Linked DNA regions of Mus musculus: all the other regions are linked to region 4. A link is a contact called in public HiCAR-type, HiChIP or PLAC-seq and promoter capture Hi-C data. All regions are on one chromosome and are shown on one strand. Each heading gives the region's core, a stretch centred on a gene start, on an enhancer-like site or on the middle of the called end of the contact. The rest is flanking DNA. Distances are from core to core; before and after follow the strand shown.

Region 1 (2,700 bases), core at 116-2,615, 740 kb before region 4:
CCTGCTCTTTGAGAAAGCCCAGGGTTCCCAAGATTCTATGTGAGACTCTCACCTGGTGTTCATAGACTCTGAGGAAACTGTAACTCCAAAACTGCTTTCATCAGCCAGGTTTCTTCGGATGTCCTGAGCCCCAGTCAGTGGTAATAACTGACTCAAGAAACCGAGTTCCCACCAACCTGCTCATGTCAAAAGCAGATGGATAGGATACCTCTCCACTGCCAGCCCTTCCCCTCCTCAGAACAGCCTTGCTTGCTCCGGACAAAGCAAACAAGAGCCCTCCCTTAGACAGAGCAGTAAACATTCAGCAAGGAGAGAGCCTAACCTCTCCACATGACCAAATCCAGCACTAAGAGAAGGAGCTGGGACCTGCCACTCACTTGAGTTCCAGGAGGCTGGCGGCCCCTTCGCCCAGGGAGGGACACACAAGTCCAGAGCTGATTTGTGACAAGAGAACAAACTCTGGTTTTGGTAGAGTGTGTGGCATCAGGATAATAGGTAGACACACACACTTCTGGCTCTCTTCACAGATCAGTTCCCATCAGGAACGGGCATCATGCAGCCCCGAACCTCAGATCTCAAAGATCAGCCGGCTCTGGGGAATAAAGGACAAATTCAAGTCCGATCAAAGATAACTTCTGACGTGAGGAATGCCTGGGGAGACAGTCTCCACTTGACCCAGTTAACCCGGATCAGATGACCAGCTCAGGAAGCTTTCTGATGACAAAGAGACCGGGTCACCCTGAGGTGAAGCCAGGCGACCCCGAACCCCCCCCCCCCCCCGCAAGGTACAGCACACCACAGGAGAGGATAGGGGGTAGCTGTGTTGCTTGCTATCCTCTCTACCAGGGGGCGCAGAGAACTGTCCGGAGACAAGCCCTCCCCTCTAGGGACCTTCCTCCTCACAGTCTCCCGCCAGTGTCACAGGCCCTGGAGAGAGTACGACAGAAGAGGTCAGAAAGATGCGTTAACGCAGGTAGTCAGGGGAAGAGATGGTGAGGTGAGGGTTACCTGGAAAAGTGGGAAGGAGGTTTAGGGCGCGTGACAATTCTCGGGACAGGGAGGTGGGTCAAAGTGGGTGATGCTGAGGAGGATGGGGGATCAGGGGAAAAGGCGAAGGAGGAAGCTGGAAAGAGAGAAAGAGGGGGAGGAGAAAAGGTGGGGGTGATGCTGCGCTGCGCGGTCCAGCTCGAGAGGCACTCAGCACGCAGCCGGTGCTAGGCGACCGCGGGCCCTGGGCCGGCCCGGGATGCAGGCGCGGGCGCCCCTAGCATCGTCCTCCTCTGCCCCGCAGCCCTGGAGACCCCGCTTACCTGCGCGGGCGGCTGCGGGGACCCGGGCGACGCCACTGCCCCAGGGACGCGGCCGCCCCCTGCCGCGCCCGCAGCCGCCGCCCGGCCGGAGCCGCGAGCCCCGCCGAGCCGGTGCCGCCCGCGCTGCGCTCCGCCACCCCGAGGACCACAACTCCCACAATGCCGCGCGCGCCTGGCGGCGGGGAGGGGGCGGCGGGGCGGGGCGGGACCCCCGGCGCATGCATCTGCCGCGCGTACCCGCGGGGGGCTCCGCGCGTCCCGCCCCACCGAGCATCGGGTGCGCGCATCAGGTCCGGGGGCTTCGCCTATCAGACGCCTTTGTTCCTCCCTCCCTCCCTCCTGCATCCCCTCCGCTCGGTCCTCCCTTCCGCATCTCCTCCCCTTGGTGTCCTTCCCCTCGCCCCTCTTGCCTGTGATGAATCCCACACACACTTCTGAGGCCCCGCGGACACGTGGGATGAAATTGCAAATGGAACAGCCTGGAAGATCCGCGGCTCCCGGCCCCGCCTGGGCGCTGCTGACTGGAGCTGTTGCAGACCTGGCGCCTGCCCACAGGGAGGCCCAGTCTAGCTAGCCACGGCCAGTTCTGCCCAGTTCACTGGAGGGAAAGGGGCTGCTCAGCCTGGCCTAGGGACACCGCGCTGCGAGCGCCCAGGGAAGCGTGGGCTCCTTGGAACAGTGCATGGGCGTTCTGGGAGCGTGGGGTGGGATGCCAGCCCACAGCCCATCTGTGTCTGTCCTCGAACCTACTGCTTCCAATCCCAGCATGCATCTTTGTCCTGGCCTAGAATCCTCATTTTTGTCCAGGATAAAATCACCTCGGGTCTGTCCCAGAAGCCCCCTGCCCTTCACCCAAGCTCGCACTTATACAGTTGGTGATAGAGAACCCACTTGCTTCACCCAGGACCCCTGTTTCCTGACTCAGAACCCACTCCATGCCCTGGAGTCTCCATCTTAGTCCCTTAAGCCCTTGTTACAATTCCAGGAGTAGAATAGCATCCCCCCCCCCCCCCACCACCACTTTTTATTTTAATACAGTGACTCAAAACGCGTCATTGGTTCAGCAAGGTTCTTTTGCGGGGACGCCACCAAGACACCTGACAGAAACCAATGGAGGTGGGAAAGCTCACCTGGGCTCACAGGTCAAAAGTTTTCAGTCCGTTATGGCAGAAAACGCATGGAGGGATGCTACACTTGTAAGCGTGTGATCTAGGCTCAGGAAATTGGGGCAAAACCAGGGTCAGTCTGTCCTTCAAAACCCACCTCTCCCGCCTACTTCCTGCAACCAGACCCACCTCCCGTTGTAAACTCCAGGGCCTCCACAATCGGTGCCATAGGCCGAGAACAAATGATCAGACCATGAATATGTCTTACATAGATTGAGAGCCTG
Region 2 (2,700 bases), core at 174-2,673, 810 kb before region 4:
TGGCTCTCCCACACCACCATGCCTCTTCCCTTCTTCGTTCTCCTCCCGGCAGCTATGAGTTACAACTTGCCTGCCGTTCCCGCCCCCACCCCCAACCCTGGCCCCACTGCCCGCCCTCAGCTCTCTGTATCAGTTCTTAGATGCTTTCATTCACGTGACCATAAAACCCCAAGAAGGGACCCTGATCCCACAGTATCACATTGGCTCTGACGGACTCCCCAAGAGCCTCACTAACAAATCCTCCTGCATGTTTTTTGGTTAGGTTTTATTGCTGTATTGTAAAGACCATACCCAAGAGCAATTTGGGAAGGAAACTGATTTATTTGCTTTACAGATTACAGTCCAAAGACATTTTTAAAAAGAACTGAAGTAGAAGCCACGGAGGGAACGCTGCTTATTGGCTTGCTCCCTGTGCTTACAGCACCCAGGACCACAGGGGGAGGCCCCACCCACAATGGGCTGGGCCGTCCCACATCAATCATGAATCAAGCAAACGACACCAGTCTTGCCTACAGGCCATCCGATGGAAGCACCGAGTCCTTTTCCTAGATATCTCTAGTGTGTATCAAGCTGACAGGGGAAAACAAAAATAAGTCCAGCCAACAACAAAACCCACCAGGACCCAGCCTTTTAGGGTATTAGAGAAAACAAATTAGTTTCAGAACCAGAGATGGCACCAGACTATGTATAGATTTGTAAGATGTGTAAAAAGATGACATATGCTCTTTGTGGGTCGCGTTGGCACACGCCTTTAAGGCCAGCACTCAGGAGGCAGAGGCAGGCAGATCTCCCGAGTTCGAGGCTAACCTGGTCTACACAATGAGTTCCAGGACAGTCAGGGCTACACAGAGAAACCCTGTCTTTCTTTCTTTCTTTTTTTTGGGGGTGGGGGGTTTCGAGACAGGGTTTCTCTGTGTAGCCCTGGTTGTCCTGGAACTCACTTTGTATGTAGACCAGGCTGGCCTCGAACTCAGAAATCCACCTGTCTCTGCCTCCTAAGTGCTGGGATTAAAGGCGTGCGCCACCACGGCAGGATGAGAAACCCTGTCTTGAAAATTCACAAAACCAAAACCAAATCAAACCAACAAGAAACCCCAACTCCGTTCTTTCCCAGCGACAGAGAAATAACTAGAGCAAAGAGGAGAACAATAAAACTGCTTCCTGGAGAGAACTCGACATGGGGTCGCGAGGACATTTTAATCTCTCAGTGTCCTCGTGACGCTGGTAACGCCAAGTAAGACTCCAGTGCCTGGCGACGGCTCGCCCTGGAACGAGACGGCCACTCAGCCTCAGTTCCGATGGGAACCAGAAGCAGCGCGAGGCGGGATCACCGGCCCTTCCGGGTTGCAGACACGCCCCCTCCGGCGTGAAGTCGCTGCCGGGGCAACAGCGCGCCACTTCCGCCTCTGAGCGATGACGTATTTCCGATGCGCCGGTAAAGGCCACATCCGGGTTTGGGCTGGCGGGACCCTCGCAGATTCGGGGACGCTGGGCGAAGGCTGTGTGGCTCTCGCGGATGCTGAGCGAGGTGAGCAGGCGGCGGGGTGGCGTCCCGGGAGCGCGGGCTGAGGCTCCGAGGCTCCGTGACGACGGCTTTACGGTTTCCCTGCGCTCCGGGCCCGCTGCTGACATTGAGCTGAGCGTCTCCTGTCCCCTGTGCTGGGGAGGTGGCGGTGCTGTAATTGAGTGGGCCTAGGGCTTCCTGCTCCTTTGAGGAAACTCAACATGTGCTGGTTGCTGGGGTCGGAACCTGTTGAGTTTCGCCGGTGCATAGTGAGGAGGAGGAGGAGGAGGAGCAGCGGGGGGGGGGGGGAGCTGTTAGTCACCGCGGAGCCGTTTTCACGCTGTCAGTCACTGGTGTCACATAGTGAGGATGTTACTGTGCAATGCACACAGTGTCGGGTCGGGACCTTTGAATGTGATAACCACACTCACAGGTGTTCATAGAGGCGCGATTTAGACTCAGGCTGGGGTGTTAAGTGTTAATGATTTTCACAATCATTTTGAAGGATTCACTTCGCAGTCCTGACTTGTAATGAGTGTGAACCTGAAACCCGATCATGGAGTGGAAGAAGATGCTTTTTTTTTTTTTTCCTTTTTCCTCCCTTTCCCCCCGTTTCTGTTTTTTGTTTGTTTGTTTGTTTTGTTTTTTGTTTTTGTTTTCAAGACAGAATTTCTCTTTAGCAGCCAGCCCTGGCTGCCCTGGAATTTGCTTTGTAGACCAGGCTGGCTTTGAACTCAGACCCCCCTGGTCTCTGCCTCCCTACTGCTAGAGTCAAAGATGTAAGGGTGCTGTTTCTTGAGCACCTACTGGGAGCGGAGCTTTCGTTGTTGTTTTGTCGGTTTTGAGACCAGGCTGGCTTTGAACTTAGAGAGATGGATCTGCCTCTCTGCCTCCAAAGTGTTGGAGCTTTTGTTTTTCGAAAGTATCATCTTAATCAGTCCTTACAAGCTTCTCCTGGAACTGAATGAATGCAGTTATGAGAGAGAGAGATGAATAGCTACCTGGGTAGAACACTGTTTTTTCCCTACCCTCTAGGAGTGACTGCAAAGTGGCATTCAGAAAGACTGCAACCTTCCAGTACCGTAGAAGCCGTTCAGGGAAGGAAACCTTCAGTCCCGTGGAAATAGTATTTCAGAAAATGCTCTGAAGTTTCCCTGGAACTGCAAATTGGCTAGATACAACTTTTCCTGGAGAAG
Region 3 (2,700 bases), core at 99-2,598, 790 kb before region 4:
TGTAATATTCTAAGTAGCCCTGAATCAGATTCTCTATGCTCAGGAGTGATAACCACACCCCTGGAAGGATGCTGGGAGAAGCAGGGCATTCTGGGAGATTCTGAAGCAGCTGAGGAAACAATGACTATCTGGTGTGCGCCTTGAAGAGTTCAGGTCCTAGACACCTATGTCTCACTAATCTCGAGACTTTAAGGCACTGCTTGCTTCTATCTGTCCTCTCAGCTGCACCGCCAGTAATTTATGTTCAGAGGTAACTTCTGGGTCACCAATGCTTTTTAAGTGTAACTTGCCCCCCTCATCACAGCCCTTCTGACCCATACAAAATGCTACCAACATTTCTAACTTAGCCCTGTAAGACCAAAACTAGAAAAGGCAAGAACACGGTGTAGCCTGTGTATGGTGGGCACCGTCTATGTGCCCTGTAAGAAGGTACAGACCAAGTGCTGGGGAGATGGATGTAACATAATAGAGTACATGATAATGATTAGGTGGAAGCATGGGGTTTGAAGTCACCAAGGCCTGGGCCTGAAACAATGATCTTTGTATGTCTCTCGGAGTGCCCAGGATTCCAGTGAGCCTGTGAAATACATAGGCTGCAAAAGTCTGCGCACACAGCTGCTGCTCAGTAAACCATTGATGCAAATGTTGACATCTGTGTTTGCTGCAACCTCGATTTACAATACGGATAATAACCAATGTGGTGTGTGGCCCACAGCAAAGACGGGATATCCTCCAATTCAGGGCTGCTGGGCTAGCCTAAGCTATAGTACAAGATCCCGCCTCCAAATCCAGAGCTGATGATTTATAGGGTAAAGGTTCTTGCCACCAAGCCTCACATTTGAGTTTGATTGTCCTAACCTATGCAGTGAAAGCAGAGGTCTTCTGAGCACCTTCTGACACCCTCCTCCCCCACCTCGAGCTTGGGTGCCAGGGAGTGCTCTACAGTCACATCACACAATCCTCTGAGCATCCCTACGTAATGCTTAAACCCCCATCTCAAAGGTGGCAGACAGGGACACAGGATGATAAACTGCCGCAGCCGCAGCGAATGGGAATGGCAGCTTTACTGAGAGCTTGCTACAGTGACACCGGAGGGAGAACTCAGCCTTTCCCAGCGGGTTGGCACACCCATTTCCAGGTTAGGGACACTGAGGCTGGAGTTGCCTCTCGGCGCTGCACTCACTCGGCCTCCCGCAGGCGGCGTAGCACCGCTTCGCCGTCCGCCTCCGGCTCGGCCCGGGGCCCCTCGCCCGGCCGCGGTCGCCTTCCCGCCGCGCGCTTCCTCCTCCGCGGAGCCACCGCGCTCCAGGGCTCGAGAGCCGCCGCCGCCATGCTCTGACGTCAGCAGAGTGCGCCAGAGCGGCCGCCGTGCCGCCGACGTCACAGGCTGCGTCACACCTCACGTCATCGCCAAGCCCCCACCGGCGGGAGGTGGGTCCGCGCGTGATCGCGGGGCTGCCGGGCGGGCGCAGGTATCGGGGGTTTTCCCGCGGGCGGCCAGACAGAGCCCGGGGTCCCGGTGGGCGGGCGGGCGGGCGAGCCTGATCCACGCGATCGGGCCGCAGGGTTCGGGGCTCCTGACCAGCGAGGGACTTCCCTCCGTCCCCGCGCGCACCCGCACTGTCCCCCTGCCTGTACTCTTAGGGTGTCATGGCCTCTTTAGGTCCCTTACACAATCACTGACCTCATCGGGACCTTTGAGAACTCGCTGTTAGGTCCTCCGAGCAGGCCTCAGGGAATGGGAGGGGTGGTTCCAGGAACAGAGATGCCCTGCACAGTGTGCTCGCCCTGTGTTTGCTGCAGAACGAGGTGTGTGTAGTTGAGGTGACTGATATTTAAGAGGCCTTTTCGGGTTCGTGGGGGATGCCCCTCGGGCACTTCCTTCTTCCTAAGAGAGTTTACTCGCTTTTAAGAGAGGGTCCTGCTTTGTAGCCATAGCTTGCCTGGAACTCAGCAATCTGCCTGTCTATTTCCAGTGCGCTGGGATAAAAGGCCTAAACTACCATGCCTGGCTCCCTCCCTAAGAGACTTCAACGTACTATTTCCACAGGTGGCAGATTGTGGCCAGCTTTAGAGATCCTGTCCTTGAAGGAATTAACCAGAAAAGTGGGATTAAGACTATAGTCTTAATGAAGCCAGGTGGTGGTGGCGCACACTTTTAACCCCAGCACTTGGGAGGCAGAGACAGCCTGAGTCTACAGAGTGAGTTCCAGGACAGCCAGGGCTATACAGAGAAACCCTGTCTCGAAAAAACAAACAAACAAATAAACAAAACAAAACAAAGACTATAGATGAAAATGACGGAAGGCTTGTCAAGGAAAAGGATTAAATTATTTTTGTGTTTCCTCCCAGTGTTATCCACACAGTGAAATAAGACTGTCAGAAAATTTCAGCCTCGTGGATAGTAATTTTAATGCCTGTACCACCTGTTTCTGGACAGTTCTCTTGGAGGAGCGAAGAATCAGAGTGAGGCCAAGACTCTTTTCTGGCAGAGTATTCCATGATACACTGAGTTGTCTTCCCCTCTGTCAAAGTTCTCTCTTGCACTCTGAAGGGCTGCGCACATTCTGATTAGGCTCCTGAGTGCCAGTTCCTTAATTTTGGGACCATTTGACTGGTGTGGTCCCTTACACCCAGTACCTTCTACACTCGTCGTCTGGTTTCCCTTCTGCAAAGCTATTTTCTGCTGAAAAAAAAAAA
Region 4 (2,700 bases), core at 23-2,522:
CTGGAGAGGATTCTGGGGAACGGGGCAGGAGGAGACAGACAAGCTGACACAGAACGAGCTCTTCCTTCGCGGAGAATGGGCGAGCACTCAAGACCCAAAGGAGTGCAGACTCCCACACAAGGAGTCACCCCTGATCAGCCTCACAGCATGGCTTCTGGCCTGGGTGAGCCCCTGCCTAGTGGCTCAGTGGCTGTGTGCGCCCTGCTGAGTCCCCTGGTCTCTGCGGACAGCTGCATTCCCCTGCCCAACACTGTCTCATAACCACACTGGCTCTGGGGACAAAAAGGGATAACTGAACCCATGTCTGGCCTCGAACGCCCCTGAAAACTGGGACAACTCAGCCCAGGGCAGAGGCCAGCTATCTGAAGACATTGGGCACTGCAACTAAGCTTCGTTCTGGTTGGTGACGTTAGTGTCCCCGAAGTCATTAGAGGTCCCAGAAACCATCTGCCAAGAGTTGGGCAGGGAAGTGTTCTTCCTGCTTCTCTCTCCCAGCCAGACTTCCCGCACCTTGCTGCGCATGCCCACGAGGTCACCGTTCTGTCTCCAGACCCGCCTCATATCACTCCAGATTACACTCACTGGCTATGATTACCCTGGTCTCACAGCATAGAACCCAATAGCTGGGCCTGGGCGCTCCACAATGGCCGGGCTCTTCACACAAGTCCAAGCTCCCAGGCTGGCAGGACCTGCCATCACCTTCCACCCAGTCCCCTACAGCTCCTCCCCTCGGAAGTCACTCAGTGTCTCACTTTTGAACAGTGGCAACCAGGCAACCGCCTTAAATCAGCACACAGGCAATGAGACCACTTGGTCACCCTGGGAGGGCAAGAGGAGATAGAGCAGGTGTCAAGTAAGCTTCCCTAAAAATAGAGATGCCGGCATGCCGTGGGGACAGCAGTGCCCCCCCAACCCCCACACAGCCCTGCTCACAGACAAGGAGCCCGGAGTCCGTTCCCCACCAGCTTCAAGCAGTGGGTGCTGCACCTGCAGAGCAGCCAACCCAGCCTACATCCCCCTCAGTATCCCAAGGCCATCATCACTGATAGGAAAAGTCCTCCCCTGAGGCTTCTACGAGTTGGCCCCCTCTCAGGAGTCCGAGGGAAGGGACCTTCCCAGGGTTGCCCTGCTATTTTAAACCACACACATCTATCCCCAAGCTTACAAGATCAGGGGCCTCAGAGTCTGGCTGTCTCTTCCGGAGGGATGAGAACCTCTGTTGGCTGCGTGCGGAGAAGCGGCGGAAGGACTCTCGGCTCCGAGAGGCCAGGTGTCTGAAGGAGGAGGTGCGCTTGAACGGGGTGCGAGCGGCGGACTCCCCGCTCCGCTCGGTGCCCACCGTGGCCGTCACCAAGTGCAGAGCCTCCTGGAAGGACCGCCTCACCGTGCCAACCCACTGAGTCATGTGTGTCTGGGCCACTGAAAGCTTGTCGCCCAGGTACTCCATAGGGCCAGCCTGGAGGAGGGGGCAGGCGGAGGCAGTTAGGAGGCCGACACTGCCAGGGTCCTGGTCCTTCTGTCGGTGACCGTCCTTGGGGAGAAGTTCTGGGCTCCGATGGGAAGCCCGGCAGAGAACATCAGCGCAAGTAAAGTAAACATCGCCCGACAGGCATCCGTGCGGGTCACGAAACAGGGACGGGACGGGTCAGCAGGGGGTCACCAGCAGGAGCCTAGAGTCAACCAACCAGGTCGTCCAGTTCTAGTCCCTGGGGCCAACCCTGATGAAGTCAAGGGGCAGGTGGCTGTGAAGAACTGGGCGAGGGGGCTGGCACCCCCAACTCACTTCCTCCGTCCATGCAGGGAGAACTCCCATGCACACCTGGGAGCCACCGCCCACCGCCGCCGGCCAGCTCTCTCTCCAGGCTCTTCTCGTCTGAACTAGGCAGATCTCCAGTCCTCAGGCTGGAGACTCCAAACCCGAAGCCGACTGAACCTGCCGCCCAGCAGGCAGCGCGCTCACTTCCGGAGAGGCAGCCACCCAGCCCGGGTCCCCTGGCCCGGCAGCCCGGAATGACATCAGCCCCCTGTCTTGGCGAGGGGTGCACAGCCCAGGAATGCAGGAGGGGCCTCGGGAGGTGGCCGCCCAGGGAGCTGGCGTCAGCCCCAGTTTTTTTTTTTTTGTTTTGTTTTTTTTTCTCCCCCTAAGTCTCAACTCGCTCGCTCGCTGTCCCTCGGGGACTTCATGTGCCAGACTGCTTACCCACCCCAGGCAGCACCGTGCAGGAACGCGGGTGAGTGCGCGCGTGTGGGGGCATGTACGTGGGAGGCGGCTGCCCCGGGGAGGTGGAGGGGCCGCTGCCGCACGAGCCTCCAGGGCTTCAGGTGAAGTCTGAGGACCTGTGGCTGGCTGTCAGTCTGTCTCCCTCTCCCGGCAGCGGCAGCGCCCTTCGGCTTCCATCTCCTTGCGGAGCTAAGCAGCTAAGCCTCCCCCACCAAGCTCCTTCCCCCTCTTATCCGCTCAGCAGTCCCTGCTGCCTCTCCTCGAGGATGGAGGACGCAGGTGACCTGCCCTGAGCTTCCCTCAAGGGTGGGTCTGGGGCTGAGGTGCCTGCATTTTGGTACAAGCAGGGTTGCCATGGCAACTTGGGGGCACAGCATCTGCCCCCTTTCCTAGGCTGGGCACAAGGAGCCATAAGGATGATTCATATGAACGAGTATCACATGAGCTCACTGTGCTTAACCCTTAAGGGCTGGAGCTTG
Region 5 (2,723 bases), core at 4-2,503, 860 kb after region 4:
TCGGGACTGAGTGGCTGAGCGGGTGTGTCTACTAACGCTGACTTACATACTTCCAAAAGGTAAAGCCACAGGCTGTGAGTTACATCTCAACTAAAAAAAAAAAGATTAAAAGCCTAAAAATGTGTCTAATACAGGAACTGGAAGCGACCAAGTGTTAAATTCCCATAACATTATGGAAGTTGGCTAGAAATCCAGGCTGAGAGCCAGGTGTGGAAAGCTCTTCTGAACTGACAACATCTGAGACGCAGAGGCAGGGGGCCAGCCACAACTACATGATGAAGGAAGGAAGGAAGGAAGGAAGGAAGGAAGGAAGGAAGAGAATTTCGGCTGCAAAGGCCTGTACTGCCCCTCCCTGCTTCCCTATGCTCCTGTAGTTTCCTAGGAAGAACACAAGATAAAAGGCACTTTGTAAACTGTTGTAGGGGAACCGAGCTGTGTGGGAAGAGAGGCCTTACTACAATCTAACTTCTCAGTTGCCCTGCCTAATTGTGTGCAAAGAGGAGGCAACCAGAACCTTCTGCCTGCAGATAAAACTCATGAAAGAGTCTCAGACAGAAAGGGCCCTGGAGGCTTAACCTCACAGCCATTCTGCAAAGATGCCTGCCAGTCCCCGCAAGACGAGCCCAAAACGCACCAACACGGGCACGCAGGGGTGCTGAGCCAAGTCTCACGCAGACACACAACCCCGGGAGAGGGCCCAGATTCCAGCTGGCAACTTCCTGGGCCTGCGGGGCTAGCCCAGCACAGCGGGGCGTCCCCTGCAGCCGGCTGGGTCATCCGGGGTTTACTCCGAGGCCTTAAGCTCATCAGGGGAAGGGGGTGGGATGAGCCCGGCTGGGGTAGCACAGCCTGGGGCAGGCCGTCCTGAGGACCCGGACGCTCCGGTCCCCATCTACCCCGATTAAGCAGCATGAGCTCAGGCCCCGAGCGGAACCCGAGACCCTGCAGCCCAGAGCCGACCAGAGCCTTTCCTGGTGCCCTGCGATCTGGAAGCATCCCCCCCCGCCCCCCCACCTCCGCGACCCCAGCCCGGCGCATGCTCAGTCACCGGGACGCGGGGACGCCCGCACCCCAAGGGCGGACGCACCTCCGCCTCACACCTTGTGGGAGGGTGCGGCCGGGCTCACCTCGCTGTTGCTTGCGGAGGAAGACGCGGCGCTGGGCGTGGGAGAGCGCTGAAGGGTCACCAAGGCCATCGCGGCGCGGGCCCGGCCCGGGGCCTCCAGCAGCCGGCCGGGCAGCCGCGCCGGGCCCGCCCCTCGCTCCCTCCCTCTTCCCTCCTCCCTCCCGCAAACTCCCCACCCCCCACCCCCTTCCCCGGCTCCGGAGTCCGCCGGGCCCGCAGCGCTCGGGCAGTGATGCGCATGCGCCAGTGACCGGCCTGGGGCGGGCCCCGCCGCGCGGTCACGTCCACTCGCGCGCGCCCCCGCGCTGGCTGCAGCCGCCCGGCCTGGGCCCCTCCTCCGCCGCTAGACTCGCGGGCAGCGTAGGGAAACTGAGGCCTCCGAAGGCAAGGCCAGCAGAGCAAAGCTGCCCAGAGTTTGTAAAAGACTCACTCGTTTATTCTTTCAAGGAAAGTTACTCTGCTCATACAAAGTGCGGGGCCTCCCCCCACCCCACCCCACCCCCGGGACTGTGAAATCCGCTTGCAGAGTTGCTTTGCATAGGATTGGGGTGTAGCCCAGTAGCAGGGTGTCCCGCCGGCCTACTCAAGGTCCTGGATTCCAACGCCTGCACCACCAAGGGCTGATCTAATCTTCGAATTCCTTCTGGTGTCTAGAAACGCAGACTAGTGGGTGGCGAGAGGAAAGGCTTCTCGAAGGAGTAGTACTTGCTAGGAGGCAGGATTTCCGTGAGCTGGACTAACCCACGGAGGGAGAGAGAACTGTGGGCCGGCCAGAAGCTTGCCCGGGGACAGCAGTGGGGATAAGCGGGCGCGTTGCATTGGCTTTGGAAAGGTTGCCAGTGGGCCAGGGTGAGGGACCCCAGCAAGGCGGTACTGGGCAACTTGATAGAAACTTCTCTTTCACAGAGCCCCGACCCCTACTCTGGACCTCTTGTGGTACCCAAGCCTTGCTAATCACAAGTCTCCAGTCCCACTCCATCATCCTCAAAGCCCGAGAGGAAACCTGGCTCCTCCCTGCCTCTTCCACCGTCTTGAGGGTATCAACAGTCTCCATCCTCAAATAAGGATTGTCTTTCTTTTTAAATTTTTATTTATTATTATCTGTGTGTGTGTGTGATATGCGTATGAATACATGCATGAATCAAATTCAGGTCACTAGCCTTAGTGGCAAGGCTCCTTTATGTACCATGTAACCAACCCTTAAAGGGGATTTTCAGTGGGGTTACCCCGCAATGTAAGGAAGTTTCCAGTTGCTCGTATTTAACAGACGCTCCTGCTAAGTGCAAAGAGTCTCGGTTTTTAAAGATCTGAGAATGGCGCCATTAACTGCCCCCTATGTCGACACAAAGCATCCTCTGCATTTTCAGAAGGCAACTATGTCAAAACAGGACTGAGTATACTTTTTGTCTGTGAATTTGGTCCACAGTTTTTCAGCACTAAGTAAGACAGGTTTTGAATGGCAATACCCAGCAGGGCTCCCCTCTGTTTGGAGCTATTCTTTGGCTGATAGATGATCACGAGTGTTCCAGAATGCCAGCTTTGTGTGTGTGTGTGTGTATATCTGTGTATGTGTGTGGGTGTGCATGTGTGTATGAGT
Region 6 (2,700 bases), core at 170-2,669, 890 kb before region 4:
CCGTCGGCCCTGGAAGCCTTCTTCATCCCACACCACCATCTGTGCAGGAAAGAAGGAGGGAATCTGTGGACATCAAGGTTTGGCGAGCAGAGAGGATCTTACCCTGGACTCAGAGTGAGTCAAACAGGTAAAGCAGAGGTCACATGCCTCCAGGGCCAGGTGGGTGAGCAAGGTGGACCGTGGGATCCTGGACAGCACAATTTTGTCTCCACCCTTGACTGTCATTAGGTAAGAAAACAAGCAGAGCTTCCATTTCCCAAAGCCTTCATCAAAGGCTTTTATGTGGCTCCGCTATATTATTTTTTGTGAGACAAGATCTCGCAAGACCCAGGCTGGCCTTGAGCCTACGAGCTTCCTTCTGCCTTTACTTCCCCAATGCTAGGGCAGGCATAAGCTATCACACCCAGATTTTAGTTTCCCTTTGCAAAGCCAAGCACGGCCAGAGAAGCACAGTAGAATGATTGTGTGCCAGGACTCAAGGGTGGGGACCAACTCGGGTTGCGTGCCTCAGGCAGGTTGCCCCCTAGTCTGAGCCTTGGGCTCAAGGCAGTCAGTAGCCCTCCTGCAGGATGATGGGGTTCAATGAAGTTGTTGTAAGAGGTTCTTAGATGTCGACTTCCTTCCCTCCCCTCCCAGGGTACTCCCTACCCTCCAGTGTCCAGCTGACTTGGTGCACTGCAGGGTCATGTTGGCACGGTCCTACAGAGAGAAGAACACAGTCACCTTCCATCTGGTTCCCAGCAGCATCTCTGACTGAAGGCTGACTTGGACAGTGTCAGAATCAAGATGGGTCTGGGTATCCCAGGACGGGGGCGATCCTTCTCCCACCCCACCCACGTGCAAACAGCACCAATCTCAGCCACATCTGGGTGCCATTGTCTCCAGCCCAGCTCACAGTGGACTGCAGTGCCAGATGAGTGGAGAGAGGTGGATGAATCACACACATGCACACACAGACACACACCCACATGCACATGTGCACAATCACACACATACACAAGTTCACACATGCACACTCACACACATGCACACATACATACAGGCACATACATACATGCATACATACATACATACATACATACATACATGCATGCGCACACACACACACACACACACACACACACACACACACAAGTGAGTGCACACACACACCAAAACAAAGTGCAGTGCTAGCCTAGTGCGTGGCTCTCATAGTGGACACACAGGTCACAAAATGATAGGGGAGGGGGATCTTGGCATTTAACTAAGAGTCACAGGCAGCAGTCTGACACACTTGTAGACTTCCTGGGATGTGATGGCATTCAGGGTTAGCCAGTGACATCCCCAAGATTGATATTGTAGGATGATGCCACCAGAGAGCTCGGCCCCACTCCTGTCTCCCTCTCATACTTACCAAGAAGGGCCCAGAGCACACGTCAGAACCAGAACCAGACAAGGTCAGGGCTCTTATAGGCAGGAAAGGAACAGGGGCCCCAAGGGACAAACACAGACTCAGCAAGCCAGAGATAGAAACAAAAGCCAGTCCTGGCCAAGGCCCAGAGTGGACATGTCAGCAGCTCTGCCTTTAGTGGGGAAGGACTGGTGGCTTGCCCAGGGTCAGCACTAGGGAATATGAGGGGTAGATAGCCTATTTCCATTGGTTCCACAGGACTCCTGTCCAGGACTAGGGACCCAACATCATCTTGATGGTGGGTGTCCTTCTGTCTGTCTGCATGATAGGACAGACAGAAGCCAGATCATAGAGTTCTGTGCCTGCCCTCCTCCTTCACCTCACCTGCCCCTGCCTCTTCTAGCTGGACGTCACACTTTCACTTGAGGATACTCTTTGAAAAAGTGGAAACAATGTATACAGTAGCTTGGAAGTAACCGGTTCTAAGCAAAACCCTGGGGGCCTGGAGCAAGGGCTTTGGATAACAAATACCCAGCAGTACAACTCTTCTCAGGAGGTGAGAGTGGTGGTCAGGGCTAGAACCCATGCACTCCACAAGGCAGAAGCATCCAGGGCTGTGCATGCAGAAGCAAAGGGCGGGGCGGGGGGGGGGGGGGCGCTGCAGCTTGCTAGCATGCTTCCCAAAGCAGTGCATGCCAGATAAGCACCCAAAGCATATGGAATCCCCTGATCCCTGCCTCTGAGGGGTCCTGTTGCAGGAGAGGGTAGCATGGCAGGAGCGGCTTGTGGTAAAACTCAGCCTTGCTACTGGGTGACCCAGATAAAGAGCGAGTCCTTTGATGGCCAGGAAAATAGCAACATCTCTTCCTTCCTGGGATGTCAGAACAGTTGTCTCACGTTCAGGGCGTGGCGAAGGGTGGACCGGAAGGGTGGACCGGTGCAGTCTCCACAGCCAGTAGCCTGTGTCTGCATCCCGTGCCTGGGGGCTAATTACTTTTGAGCAGGTTCCCAGTGAATGCCTCTAAGCCTCAGTTGTGCTGTGAAATAAAAAAGACAAAGCTCAGTGGGGTACCTCCAAGCCTGACTTTAATCCTCAGGACCACAGGGTAGTAGGGAGAACTGACTCCTGAAAGTTACCCTCTGACCTTCTGACCTCCATGTGAGTGCACACACACACACACACACACACATGCTCTCTCACACCCTCACACTCTCACACACTCATACACTCACACAGTCTCACACACACTCACACACACACACTCACATACTCTCTCACACACTCTCACACACTCACACACACTCTCACT
Region 7 (2,700 bases), core at 84-2,583, 990 kb after region 4:
TGTGCCCTCGAAGGCTGGACAAGGGCACCACAGTAGCTGGAACTGGAGTTACAGAGGATTGTGGGCTGCCATGTGGGTGCTCAGACCCAAACTTGGGTCCTCTGGGACAGCAACTAGTCTTAACTGCTGACTCATCTCATACATTTATTTAATTATGGTCTTTAACAAAACAAAACAGGGTGTCGACAGGCAGTGGTGGCGCACGCCTTTAATCCCAGCACTTGGGAGGCAGAGGCAGGAGGATTTCTGAATTTGAGGTCAGCCTGGTCTACAGAGTGAGTTTCAAGGCAGCCAGGGCAACACAGAGAAACCCTGTCTCGAAAAAACAAAAACCACTGAGGCCTAACCTTCGCCTCCAGCTATTTTGAATCAGTATCACGAAGATCCCAGAATGGTTCGGTTTGGGGGTTTGTTTTGCTTTTTTTGTTATTTAGTTTTTTAACTTCCCAGGTAATTCCAATCAGTTGCCAAATAATTTCGTTCTAGACCTCGTGGACAGTTCGTATGCCAAACCATAACCTAACCTAACCAGAGCTGCCCAGACCGTGACCTAATCCGTCACAGCCGGAAGTTCACGCTTCTCCCAGGGAAGGCGCATCCTGTCCTCGCACAAGCCTAACGCACGTAAGACCTCCGCCTACCAGTAAAATACTCCACTTCTTGCTCCAACTCTCGGAAAATCTTGTCTGCCTCGGCTTTGCCGAATAGGACGGTGTAATCACAGCTCAGACCTTCCGCGCGAAGGTGTCGCCAGTCCGGGCTCTTCAGGTCGCCCGAGGCTCCTCCCGTCGGGGCGGGCTCCTCCCCTCCCCCTTGGAGGTCGCGGAGGTCTGGCCTCACCAGGAACTTGTCCATCCCGCCGCCCACTCACAGCTCAGACGCGTCCTACAAAGGAAACAAGAGCGCATTAAACCTCCTAGGAGGTGCCTGGCGGGCATCATCCAGGCGGGGAGCCTGCCCTGTAGCTTAAGTCTTCCTAGCACAAGCTGACCCGAACCACGCTGTCCTCACGCCCCAGGCGCCCATCGGTAGGAATCCCGGGCACGCATCCCCAGGCCCGCCCTGGAATGGAGTACTTTTAAAGACCCGTCCGTCCTCTTCGGAATTCGAGAGCTTTGGCTGCAAACGGCTGCCCAAACCCAAAAGGCTACACATGGGAAGACGCAAGCGCAGAGAGGCATGAGGCTCGCCCAGTTACCCAGAAAAGCAGGGTTGCCTCTGCCCTGCGGCCCCGCGGGGTAGGGGCTGGCACGGGCGAGCAACCGGGCTCCACCGGAGAGCCCGGAGCGGTGGGTCAGGTCTCTGCACAGACACACGCAGCCCCAGGAACCCTCACCCCGCCCCTCCCGCCTACGCGGGACTTCCGGGCACAGCGCCCCCTGCCGGTCTCCCTGCGCACCGCAGGATGCTGCCTTCACCTGATGGCTCAGCAAGGTTAGGCCTGTGGACCAGTTCTGGGGTCTACGAGCCTAGTGTGCTACAGCATACTGTCTGGGGGGCTTGAGGGCAGTGTATGAATCTGCACTCCTGACAAAGACACAGCATTGTCTGACCACTACAGTCGACATGGAGAACAGTTATACCATCCCATAGAATCCTTCCTCCCTTAGGTTCCGACATAATTTGTCAGCTATTCCTTGCTTGCTCTTCTTCACGATTCCACATAAATGTGATGGATTAGAGGCTGTATAGCCTTTTGCGTTTGACTTATTTCTGTAAGCACACTGCTTTTAGATATAACCGTGTTTTAAAATCTTTATTTTATTTTATTTATATGAGTACACTATTGCTCTCTTCAGACACACCAGAAGAGAGCATAAGATTCCATTACAGATGGTTGTGAGCCACCACGTGGTTGCTGAGAATTGAACTCAGGGCCTCTGGAAGAGCAGTCAGTGCTCTTAACCGCTGAGCCATCTCTCCTGCCCCTGCCCCCGTGTTTTTTAATCTTTTGGGGGGGTTGTTTTTGTTTGTTTTTCTTTTCTTTGTATGTGTGTGTGTGTGTGGTTTGTTTCGAGACAGGGTTTCTCTGTGTAGTCCCAGCTGTCCTGGAACTCACTTTGTAGACCAGGCTGGCCTCAGACTCAGGAATCCATCTGCCTCTGTCTCCCAAGTGCTGGGATTAAAGGCGTGCGCCACCACTGCCCAGCTGTGTTTTTTAATCTTTAGCTTCAAGTACAGCCATTTTATTTATATACTATGTATAAACATAGAGGACATTTGTACCGTTTTTCTCCTTCCATTGCTGGTATGGAAAGACCTGTGACAGTCATTTCTTGCTCCTGGTGGCACAGAAGAAAAAAAAATCACCATAAATATTCAAGCTCAAACTTTTCTGTGAATGCTGAGTTTACTTCATTGAGAAAACGCCCTGGTCCTCGACCAGAGGGAACGTGTTATATCTCTCTAAAGTGCTGCCTATGGGAGCACACGGTGCTCTCTGCTGTCACACACCAGCAGGGCACAGCAGGTCCTGTCTTATCCACGTTGTATTTTGGAGATGAAAACAAAAAAGGGGCAATGTGATAAACAAGATTTCTTTGTACAATATGGAAGTTGTGAGCAGGGTGACAGGCTAGGGAGTAGGGGGGGATGGGGAAGAGGATCTTACAGGGAAGAATCCTAAGCCAGCATTGAAGCTTTCCAGGTAAGGGACAAAATAACATAGCATGCGAAGATTTTAGCGGGACGCTGCGGAAA

The links. Promoter capture Hi-C pulls out the DNA fragments that hold promoters and counts their contacts. HiCAR-type assays count read pairs that join an accessible place to other places. HiChIP or PLAC-seq counts read pairs in DNA pulled down with a chosen protein or histone mark.
Region 1: a contact with region 4 is called in a promoter capture Hi-C map of stem cell-derived epiblast-like cells, with 4 times the contacts expected there. The contact joins the promoter of Asphd2 here to the promoter of 4833439F03Rik in region 4. A contact is called at or near these places in 6 of 39 promoter capture datasets (embryonic stem cells, hippocampal neurons, stem cell-derived epiblast-like cells and 1 more), 1 of 115 datasets of contacts at active chromatin or transcription factors (astrocytes) and 1 of 9 other capture datasets (embryonic stem cells).
Region 2: a contact with region 4 is called in a FOXA1 HiChIP or PLAC-seq map of pancreatic cancer cells. The contact joins the promoter of Tfip11 here to the promoter of 4833439F03Rik in region 4. A contact is called at or near these places in 3 of 39 promoter capture datasets (hippocampal neurons, pre-B cells and stem cell-derived epiblast-like cells) and 3 of 115 datasets of contacts at active chromatin or transcription factors (large pre-B cells, neural tube and pancreatic cancer cells).
Region 3: a contact with region 4 is called in a HiCAR-type map of astrocytes, with 4 times the contacts expected there. The contact joins the promoter of Srrd here to the promoter of 4833439F03Rik in region 4. A contact is called at or near these places in 8 of 39 promoter capture datasets (embryonic stem cells, hematopoietic stem and progenitor cells, hippocampal neurons and 4 more) and 2 of 115 datasets of contacts at active chromatin or transcription factors (astrocytes and pancreatic cancer cells).
Region 5: a promoter capture Hi-C map of pre-B cells shows a contact between it and region 4, with 3 times the contacts expected there. The contact joins the promoter of Ssh1 here to the promoter of 4833439F03Rik in region 4. A contact is called at or near these places in 3 of 39 promoter capture datasets (hippocampal neurons, liver and pre-B cells) and 1 of 115 datasets of contacts at active chromatin or transcription factors (pancreatic cancer cells).
Region 6: a promoter capture Hi-C map of trophoblast stem cells shows a contact between it and region 4, with 5 times the contacts expected there. The contact joins the promoter of Cryba4 here to the promoter of 4833439F03Rik in region 4. A contact is called at or near these places in 10 of 39 promoter capture datasets (the SN4741 cell line, cranial neural crest, embryonic stem cells and 7 more), 1 of 115 datasets of contacts at active chromatin or transcription factors (pancreatic cancer cells) and 1 of 9 other capture datasets (embryonic stem cells).
Region 7: a contact with region 4 is called in a promoter capture Hi-C map of pre-B cells, with 4 times the contacts expected there. The contact joins the promoter of Alkbh2 here to the promoter of 4833439F03Rik in region 4. A contact is called at or near these places in 3 of 39 promoter capture datasets (liver and pre-B cells) and 1 of 115 datasets of contacts at active chromatin or transcription factors (pancreatic cancer cells).

What each region holds. Positions count from the first base shown.
Region 1 is chr5:112,393,408-112,396,107 of GRCm38.p6, forward strand. Asphd2 (aspartate beta-hydroxylase domain containing 2) reads right to left here and starts at 1,366. Exons shown (of 6, transcript NM_001357013.1): 1 at 1,311-1,366; 2 at 378-592; 3 at 53-176.
Region 2 is chr5:112,324,946-112,327,645 of GRCm38.p6, forward strand. It overlaps Tfip11 (tuftelin interacting protein 11), which reads left to right and starts at 1,424. Exons shown (of 14, transcript NM_018783.4): 1 at 1,424-1,528; 2 at 2,540-2,700.
Region 3 is chr5:112,341,692-112,344,391 of GRCm38.p6, forward strand. It overlaps Srrd (SRR1 domain containing), which reads right to left and starts at 1,349. Exons shown (of 7, transcript NM_001359388.1): 1 at 1,184-1,349. The coding sequence starts at 1,332. It overlaps Hps4 (HPS4, biogenesis of lysosomal organelles complex 3 subunit 2), which reads left to right and starts at 1,404. Exons shown (of 14, transcript NM_001359853.1): 1 at 1,404-1,472; 2 at 2,353-2,700.
Region 4 is chr5:113,136,540-113,139,239 of GRCm38.p6, forward strand. 4833439F03Rik (RIKEN cDNA 4833439F03 gene) reads left to right here and starts at 1,273. Exons shown (of 3, transcript NR_166693.1): 1 at 1,273-1,438; 2 at 1,801-2,231. The region is part of intron 6 of 2900026A02Rik (RIKEN cDNA 2900026A02 gene); the gene reads right to left.
Region 5 is chr5:113,992,537-113,995,259 of GRCm38.p6, forward strand. It overlaps Ssh1 (slingshot protein phosphatase 1), which reads right to left and starts at 1,254. Exons shown (of 15, transcript NM_198109.5): 1 at 1,128-1,254. The coding sequence starts at 1,196.
Region 6 is chr5:112,251,099-112,253,798 of GRCm38.p6, forward strand. Cryba4 (crystallin, beta A4) reads right to left here and starts at 1,420. Exons shown (of 6, transcript NM_021351.2): 1 at 1,394-1,420; 2 at 649-699; 3 at 1-39. The coding sequence starts at 687.
Region 7 is chr5:114,126,885-114,129,584 of GRCm38.p6, forward strand. Alkbh2 (alkB homolog 2, alpha-ketoglutarate-dependent dioxygenase) reads right to left here and starts at 1,334. Exons shown (of 4, transcript NM_001359941.1): 1 at 1,199-1,334; 2 at 642-885. The coding sequence starts at 855.